2 separate regions of the Mus musculus genome follow, and region 2 is linked to region 1. The links are chromatin contacts, called in public HiChIP or PLAC-seq maps. All regions are on one chromosome and are shown on one strand. The core of a region is the stretch at or near the end of the contact, and the rest is flanking DNA. Distances in the headings are between cores, read along the strand shown.

Region 1 (4,713 bases), core at 1,238-3,737:
GTTAATTTCTGTTCTTCTCAGCACTTGGCATGGTTCGAGAGCACCCTATCCCCACCTCCCACTTTCAGATTAGGAATATGGCTATAGACCCTGTGGGAGGTAGGGTTTGCCTGGCAGAAGTAGTCCCCTGGAGATGGGTCCTTGAAGGCTACAGCCCTACACCCTTGACTCCATTCAACCTTCTCCACTTCTTGGTCCACGATGCTGTGAGGAAGCTTCAGCACATACGCTGCCACCTTCTTCACCAAGATGGAATGAAAGCCTCTGAAAAGGTAAGCCAGAGTCAACCTGATCTTCTCCGGCTTATTTCTGTGAGGTACTAGTCACTGGGACAGAAGAGTAAATAAAATATCACCCATAATCTTTGTGTTTGAGTGAGTACGGTGTGGGTGGTTAGGTGGGTGTGTCCAGTGAGTTTGTTCCTGTGCATATGTGAGTGAGTATGGGCTAGGGCTTGCCACAGAGCACATGTGGGACCAGTTGACAACTTCTACTGTCCTTTGTCACCCTCCCCTTTGTTAGAGACAGGATCTCCAGTCACCTGCTTTGTACACCAGGCCACCTGGCCTGTGGGCTTTGAGGGACTCTTCTGTATGTACTTCCATCTAGTGCTAGGCACAACAGATTGCAGATGCAAGCTGAGGTGCCTGAGTTCTGGGATTCTGAACTCACTCGGGTGGGTCCTCATACCTGTGCCAAGGATTTAATCCTCTGAGCCATCTCCCTAGTCCTGGTAACCCTATATGTTTTTTAACTAGCAACATCTTCACATTCTTGTTCATTCATTCCTGCAATTCCTTGCTAAGCACTAAAGACCATGTGTTACCTAGAGGACCTCAGACTCTCAGATGAGGAGACTGACTTCACTCTCCAAACCTCCTGAGGAGCCCTGAAACGCTTTTGCTCACCTTGATATCTCTTCATGAGAAAACCAATGCACGGTCAGAATTGTTAAGACACATTTACTTAACAATGTATCTAGTGCACAGCCCACTATGTGTTAGCATACATATTTTCCATCCAAAATATCTGCTTTTCAAAATAGACAGCAAAGAGTAGTGAGGGGTGACGTGATACCTTTGCAATTATCTGGGTCAGTGGGAGATGGCTGGATTTGTCTCTCTGCTCTTCCTTCCAAGTCTCTTGAAGTTTAGAACGAACCCTTCGCCTGGGTCAGATTCAAGCATTGTCTTTCTAGACCGCTGTTGATCTTCTGCTCTGGTATTATACCAAACACAGCAAGTAGAATCCAAGGCCATGACAGCACAACTGCAGCATCAGATGAAATCAACTCTGGGGTTCCATCTTGCAGCCTAGGAGATCTCTGACCTGTATACAATTTTGGGTTAAGATGCAGTGGTGACTCACACAGACCTTTCTCAAGACTGATGCGTTTAATTATCTGATACCAAATCATCACCTTCATTTCTTCTACCAGTGATGATACCAAGACACCCATTAAGTATTGAAAGTACTCAAATTCACACACATGTGAGTATGAGTTGTCCAGGTTCCCACTTCGTGGAGTTCTGTGCATTTTAGTATTGGTAGCAATATTGCTTCTTGTTCCCCTTGAAGGGACAGGCTCTACCCATTGCCCTTTGAGTGAGTGTCCCCAGATACCCCATCTGCACAGGCTCACTTTAATGCCACTCAGGCTTTTGAATGGATGGATGTCCTATGCAAACATTGGTTGCTTCGATTGGACACCCGAGGCAACCATTGCTCTGGGGGAAAGTGCAGAAAGGCTTTGTCTAGATTCCCTCCCAATATGTCATACCACATAGTATAAAGACACGTGCTCCAGGGGGCTGATTAGACCAATCATTTGTTCTGCTCATCAAGGACGCATCTTTTAAACTGTGGGCACAGCAGGGCACAGTGACTGCAGGTACAGGCTGTGGCAAACATCTCCAGTCCTGGTTAAGCACCACTGTTGCGTTTGTGCCATCAGAACAAATGGCACGTCTTGCGTTGGCAACATTATGCAAGTCATTTGACCTCATGGACTTTTGGAATGGCTCACAAGCTGCACTTTGGAAACTTCCGTCTTCGTGAGAGACATACACAGACAACTCTTTCTTCAGGGTTATTCGCTATCCAATATTGAAAGTTTGACACTGAAAACCTGTGTCAGAGTGAAGCAAATGCTACCACTTTTTTGTTGCAGTGAACTATGTGTAACATGAAATGCACCGATTCAACCATGTAGGCATTAGGTGCAGTCATGGAGATGTGAAAGCATGGCCTCCCTCCATCTCCAGGCCCAAGCATCTTCCCGAAGAGAAACTCTGAGACCATGAAACAGCACAGCCTGCTCATCCCCGCAGCCCAGGGACCTCCTGTCATCCTCTCCATCTCTGTGTCTGACCGTGCCTCGCTCTCAGAGGATCGGGATCAAATTGTGACTGGCTAGCTGTGCTGGGCTTGCTTCACTTAGCATAAAGCTTTCAAGGTTCACCCATGTGACAGATGGTGGCAAGATTTCCTTCCTCTTATGGCTGACTAATATTCCATCGTGTGGCTATATGACGTCATACCCTTCTATCCATCATGGATATTTGGGTTATTTTTATCATTTGGCTATTATGCATTAAAATTTTTATCATTGTTTTATTATTATTATTGCAAAGCCTGCCTAGCCTTCCAGTTGACTCCTGACTATTCTTTCTCTGCTTGGCAGTACATCACTAGGCTTTCAGGCCTTCCCCTTCAGCATACCTCACTCCCAGCCCACGTGAAGAACACTCCCAAGCCACTGTCAAGAGCATCTGCCTAAGTTTCGCTCGCTGCTTGGGCCTGGTGCCCCCGTCTCCTTACATCCTTCCCACCCACAATGGACTCAGCAACAGCTGCTCCATCTGCTCCTTCCAACAACTCTCCATTGATCTGCTGTTCCTAACACTTAGAGTCCTGAGCACGGCCCCACCTTGGCCTGTTAAATCCGTGCTTGCATGTGTTCATGTTGGCAGTTCAGCTCGATAAAGATGGAGAGGTCTACACACAGCGCATAGGTGTCTGGGGGAGGTTTCCCAAAGCTTGGGGATCTCATTAGACCACTGTGGATGCCACGGTCTCCCTACACCATCTTTATCAATCATTTAGAAATTTTATTATGGGACACACTGTTTCACCCAGCCTTCTGGCTGTTACGCTACAGCATCCAATAAATTGAGCCTTGAACGAGAAGTGGGTAAATTGGACCTTCATCGCAAAGAGGCTGCTGCATGTTCTGCAAGACAGAAGAAGACAAATCTCACTGTGCGTGTGCTTCTCAGCGAGCTCCGGGAAAGCAGCCACAGCGGGCAGTGTGACTCTGTGCGTCCTTTGCCACTTTCTGCTCTGCATCCCTGGACACTCAGTGGGAAGAGCTCTGCACACCCTTGCATGGCGAGAAACAAGAGTGTGAGACAGAGAGGTAGTAAAACTTAAATGACCTGCCTTGTAGCTGCTTTACACACACATACACACACACACACACACACACACACACACACACACACACACACACACTCCAGCTCTCTGCTGGTAACCTCCTACTGTATACAGAGCTGCACCTACACCCAGCTTTCTGCTGGTGACCTCCTACTGTATACAGAGCTGCAGTGTCTGGTTTTGAGAAGGAATTCTCCAAGAAGAGATTTGTAGGGAGATATAATCTTACTCATTTATAAATGAGGCCCAGAGAGGTTAGGTTTCTTGGTCAAAGCCACACAGCTCACATATTCATTTGCAGATGAATTCCATGTCTCTGGACATCAACTCTAGTGGCTTTTCTTATTGTGAAGAATAGGTGAAAATCAGACCCTGCCTTAGATGACAAAATAACACAGTGTGTTTTAGACAACTACCTACTACTACTGACTACTATCAACTACTACCAACAAGGGGAACCCAAAGGAATGAAGCATTTCCCAGGTGTGTGATGTTCATACACTGTGGTATTTAATGCTAAGAGGAAACACTGTCATCTCCCTGCGGTGTAATCACAGATAGGGACCAGAAAGGTTATGAAACCATATGGATGAGGGTTGTACATATACATGTGCCCATGGCAGGAAAGCAGGAAGAAGTGTTGGCTCTGGAGAGACTCAGTGGTTGCTCTTGCAGAGAACCTGGGTTTGATTCTCAGCACCTACATAGTGGCTTACCACTGGCTGCAACGCCAGTTTCGAGGGATCTCATGTCCTCTTCTGGCCTCTGCTGACACCAGGCATTCATGTGATGTATGTAATATGTACATGCAGGCAGACACATACATAAAATAAAAATAAACAAGTCTTTGGGGGACAAAACCCAGGAGAATCTTTGGTGAGATGGAGGTGACAGTGTGGGGGAGGAGCAGGAGGGTAGCCAGGGGTTGGTGGGGACATGGCCAAGGTACATGAAATGTACAAATGTGTCTCTGAAAATGTCTCTGTAGAACCCATTGTTTTGCATACTAAAAATAAGTTTTTTTTTAAAGAAAGAAAAGTCACTTGATATCATAGAACTAGTTAGCCAAAGAACTAAGAACCCATCCAAACAAGGCCTGCCTGATTTCATAATTCCCATTCTGTCTGCCACATCCTGGTCCACTGAAGCAGGAAAGGCCATTCGTCCCAGTACATTGACCTTGGACTTCAGGTCAAGATCTCAGCAATTCTTCCTCAGTGTTATGAGACCCTGAGTATGGCTTAGTGTGTGTTCCCAGAGGCACAGGTTCAAACTCAG
Region 2 (4,713 bases), core at 653-3,152, 500 kb after region 1:
TGTGTCTGGCCTATTTAGCCACCAAATGTTGCTTTGTCCTAAACCACAGTTTGGATTTGTTGCTGCAGTGTCAGGTGACATGACCCCTCCCGGAACCCACAGATCCAGAGATGATTTAGTGGGTGGGATCAGGGGGTAATAGAGGAACCTGTCCATCATACCTTCCTTCTCTTTCCAGATAGGGAACTGAGGCTCAGAGAGGGGAAATAAAACTAGCAAGGTGCTGGGTGCGCCTACCCTAGCGCTCTGGCCTCCCTCTGCCTCCATTCTCCACTCTCTGAGGCTGGCCTTCTCCCTGCTGGACCAAGTGCATGCAGGATGGGGAGACGACAAGCAAAGCAGCAACCTGTGCGCAGTTCTCAAGGTTCTTAAAGCCTTCATTCACTTAGGCTGCTTCCCTGGGACAGTTAGGGAGCGTCTCTCACTAGCCTGAGAACCGGGCTGTGGATTTGTCCAGTCCCCAGTCCTGTTCCCCTCGGAGAGAGTGGTTATCTAGAATCCTTTAGGGTTGTCACCTGTACTGTCACTGCTACAGTACCTACTCTGTCAGCACGCCCATTAGACACTTGAAATTGGGAAGGGGCCTGGGCATCTGGTCCACACTTTGCATTGTGGTCTCGATCTTCCTTTTTGGTCAGTGATCAAGCCTTCATCTTCTCTGCTTTCTGTGCTGAGTTCTAGTCCCCCCACTACCATTTTCTCTCCCTCCCTCCCCTCTTTCCTTCATAGTACTGGGGATCAAACCTGGAGCTTTAGCCACGCTAGGCAAGTACTGTACCACGGAGGTCCCCTCCCGGACTTGATGAGACTTTCTGAGGTTCAGGCCTGGCATTCACTGTACAGCTGAGGATGCCTTGAATTCTCCAACCTCCAGCTGCCATCTTCCAAGTGCTGGGACCATAGGCAGGTCCCACACATATGGGTTATTCAAGGTTGGGGGTCAAATCCAGAGTCATGTGTCTTAAGCTACATGCCAATCCCTACTAATTTCTTATTTGGTGACAAGGTCTCTCTTGGTTGCCCAAGCTGACCTTGAACTGACACTCTGCAGTACAGGTGGGGCCTTTCACTTCCCTTTCACCTGTCTCAGCCTCCCAAGCAGCTGAGCCACCAGGCTCACACAGCACACTGCAGCTTTTGAAGGTGAGAGGTACCTCAAGGCCGGAGCCTTGACATTTTCTCTAGCCTCTTCATTCGGTCTGGTGAACGTCTACTCATCCCTGAGAAGTCAGGTCAAAAGCTGTACCCCTGAGCTTGTCCCCTGATAGTATCAGATGCTGGGAAGGTTCTCCACTGAAGGCTCTCCCTCCTCCCTCCCCTCTGCTCTCTTTCTTAGTTGCTTGCTATCATCCTAGGCTGGGGCTGGGACTGGGTCTCCCTTCACACTCCCTTTCTCCGTCCGTCTGTCCGTCCATCCATCCCTGTCCTCACAGGTTGGCCCAGGGCCTGCACAGAGGAGGTAACAAAAACATTTCAGTGTATTCCTGGAGCAGTAGCTAGTTACTATGGAAACAAGGAAGTGTTGCAACTTCCTGAACTTGAGGTTGGGGTCAGAGAAGGCAGCTCTGTCTTGGTTCCATGAGATGGACCCAGGATGACTGTCCTGGGGTTCTTCCTAACTCCAAGTTGCCTGTGGCAGGCACTTTCCAGTCTCTGAGCCTCAGTTTACCCTTCAGGAACATGTAGGCATGGGGATACTTAGCTTGCTGTCTTAATCTGTCTTCTCATGTGACAGGTGGTCCCTTTGCCCTCTTCAGGCCTGTCTCCCACTTTTGCTCATCTATTTCCCTAAAAAGATATGTCATCAAGTGTCTAGATCCAAGTGTCTGTAGCCTGATTGCCCTTGCCTGCACCTTGAGACTGCAGGGACACAAAGAGGGAAGTCCCCACAGCCAGGGTTGCAGAGAGTAGAGCACGAGGTGGGTGGAGGGGTTGTCAGCAAACCAGGCCAGCTGACTCTGGTCTGAGCCAGCACATGCCCTGGGTCATTTTCCCTCGCCCTGAAAGTGGCCTGAACCAGTATGGGTCAGGGTGGCCCTTAACTTTGCTGGACACTGCCAGTTTTGCCTTCTGGTGTCATGCTATGGGGGGACCCTGCCCTGCCCTGTCCCAAGTAGCCTCAGAGGATGTCCCCTGCCCACAGCAGTAGGTGAGCAGCGTGTTCTCACTGTTTCCTCTCTCTGCCTGATCGCTCAGAGTCTCAAGTCAGCCAAGCTCAAGCTGCAGCCTCCCCCGCAGCCCTGCAGCCCAAGCAGGTGCATTTGAGCTCAGCCTTGTCCACACAAGACAAAGAAACCAGACTGAGAGTCAAGCAGCCCAACCCAGCCCAGGCACCCACTGCTGTGCATAGCTGACCCCAGGCTAAATCGACATCAGACTTTGGCTGCCCCACACCCACTTTGGGCCCTTTATGCCTTTAGAGGTAGACCAGGTTTCCCCCAGGTCTGGGACTAGTAGGGCCTGGAGGAAATGGTTTCACATCTTCTCCAGCTCAAATTACTGATCTATAAAATAGGAAGGGAGTGAGGCTGAGTAGGCTGGGGCAGGCTGCCTGAGTTCTCTGGAGCCCAGTTACACTCAGTGGGCAGGCAGTTGCAGGCTAGAGTCTGGAACCTGGAGACATCTGGGAATTTTTTGGGGGGTGGTGGTGGGAAATATAAGTCCAAGTGCTCTGGTGTATGTAGCTCAATAGTAGAATGCTTATCTAGCAGTCTGAGGTTCAAAGTTCTACTCCAACATGAATGAAGTGGGAAGGGAGGGAGAAAAGGAGAGAAGGGAGGAAGGGAGGAAGAGAGGAAGAGAAGGAGGGAGGGAGGGAGGGAGGGAGGGAGGAGCAATGCTGTTTTGTTTTTGTTTTTGTTTTCTGTCTTAGGGAACCAGCAGTCACTCGAATAGGTCTTCCTTCCCTTCAGTTCCCAGCTGTGTTTCCTACCCCTGGAAACAGCCCTGACCAGAGTCTACTAACTAGTTAGTCACTCACTCCTGCTACCTCACAGCCTCGTGATCTGGACAAGCCCTATGCTCTCCCTGCATTGTGGGACCCTGAGTCCATGCCTGCGTCTGGAATGCTGTTGGAAGCCTGTTCGTGCCTTTTTGTTACCAAGTAGGCAGAATCCTCACACTAGACGCCCCCCTCCCCCCCAACCCCACACAGGTTTCATGTCAGGTCTCCCTTCTGGAAGAGTCTCACTTTGTGGGTGACAGCGGGTCTGTGTTTCTTGTTGAGGCTAGGAGATCACCTCAGATCATTCCTCAGGCGCCATTCATCTTTTCCTGTTAAAGGATCTGCTATTAGTGAGGAGACATTTGTGTGCCTGGTGTGTGCTTATGTGGATGCGTATGCTACGGTGCATGTATGGTGGCCAGAGGGTCTATGAAGTCGGGATTGTGAAGTGCTGGGATTGAACTCAGGCCACGAGGTTTGTACAGCAATACCCTTTACCAGCTGAGCCATCTACTCGGACCCATTGAGGTTGTTTTGGTTTGGCTTTGAGTGGGAGTCTCTCACTGACTTGCCTCTCCAGCACTGGAATGACGGGTGAAACAGCCCTTTTTACGTGGGTTCTGGGGAATCAGAGTCAGGCCCTAAGCTCTTAACCCTCTGAGCCATCTTCCCAGCCCTGGGCTGTGTGCACAGCCACAGAAACCAGTTCTTTACAGCTTGACAGTGAGAGACTTACTTGTCTGTTCGCTGAGGTCCCCTTGGGGGCCCACTAGCTTTCTGCCTTCTTCCTGCTTTGAGATGTGTCCCCAGACAGTGCCTGGGTCAGAGAAACCCTGAGTCAAGCTGGGTGTAGCCACGAGTGCTTAGAAGGAAGCCTCTACCATCATCCGGATGGCTCTGCTGCACAGAACACCCAGATACTCAGCGAGTGGGGTCCCCAACATGGTTCCCACCTTTTTGGGATCTTTAAAAAAATGTCATCTTTCTTTTTTTCCAAGTCCCAAGACTATCACTGATTCTTTACCGTTGGCTAGCATCCAGCTTCAAACCGGTGCTTTCTGTTTCTGCCTGAGTAGTGCCTTGATTTGCCTTGTTTGAACAGCTACTTTAATTTTTTCTCTTTGGGGTCCCTTCTAGTGATAAGTACACGCCTTATTTTATTTGGATTTCTCATGGAGAACAGCAGGGAGGGTTAGTAAGCTCTGCCTTGATTGTTCTTCACTCTGTACCTGGCTTGGTGGTGGTGGTGGTTGTTGTTGTTTACTTCTGGAGCCCCAGTCTTCCAACCCTTTTCATTGTCTGCTGACAGCTATGTGCAGTTGGCTGGCAGTGCATCTGCTAGTGTGCTAGTGCAGGCTTCGCCCTGCACAAATGCTGCTTACGTGGTAGCTCCCTGCTGATGATAAATTTATTAAATAACATCCTGGAGAACAATGGTAAAGTATCTATGGGGAGGGAAGACTTTATTCTAAACTTGCATAAGGTCACCTTAAGACTCAGGCTAGGGTTGTTATCACCTGGCTGAGCTGCCTGCAACTTGGAGTCACCTTGATGCCACCCTATGCCTGCGACCATGAGATTGGGTTTCTGTCCTAGGCACTTGTCTTGTGGTATAACACCTGGACTCGACCTTCTGATGCCCAAAGCCCTCTAGACTCCATTCTTGCCCTGTCTCCCCTTGGCCACCAGAATGGATCTAAATAGAAGACACCTGAGCCATGGACACCTGCCCCCTTTGCTCACTAATCCTGTGGGCCTTTCCACAGCAA

What was found. HiChIP or PLAC-seq counts read pairs in DNA pulled down with a chosen protein or histone mark.
Region 2: a contact with region 1 is called in an H3K4me3 HiChIP or PLAC-seq map of bone marrow-derived macrophages, with 5 times the contacts expected there. The contact joins two enhancer-like sites. A contact is called at or near these places in 1 of 15 datasets of contacts at CTCF or cohesin (pro-B cells), 11 of 484 Hi-C or Micro-C datasets (B cells, the BV-2 cell line, embryonic stem cells and 3 more) and 14 of 115 datasets of contacts at active chromatin or transcription factors (T-cell acute lymphoblastic leukemia, acute myeloid leukemia, bone marrow-derived dendritic cells and 11 more).

What each region holds. Positions count from the first base shown.
Region 1 is chr14:24,975,359-24,980,071 of GRCm38.p6, forward strand. It overlaps Gm41111 (a long non-coding RNA gene), which reads right to left. Exons shown (of 3, transcript XR_874422.2): 3 at 1-3,232. Among named protein-coding and RNA genes, the nearest start is that of Gm41111, 5.0 kb to the right of the region's middle. Within about 2 kb of position 2,488, at least 1 of the 459 cell types and tissues checked has an H3K27ac peak or open chromatin away from gene starts, as enhancers often do. A contact at or near this core is called in bone marrow-derived macrophages, where this site is marked.
Region 2 is chr14:25,471,214-25,475,926 of GRCm38.p6, forward strand. All of the region lies in intron 1 of Zmiz1 (zinc finger, MIZ-type containing 1), which reads left to right. Among named protein-coding and RNA genes, the nearest start is that of Zmiz1, 14 kb to the left of the region's middle. Within about 2 kb of position 1,903, at least 170 of the 459 cell types and tissues checked have an H3K27ac peak or open chromatin away from gene starts, as enhancers often do. A contact at or near this core is called in bone marrow-derived macrophages, where this site is marked.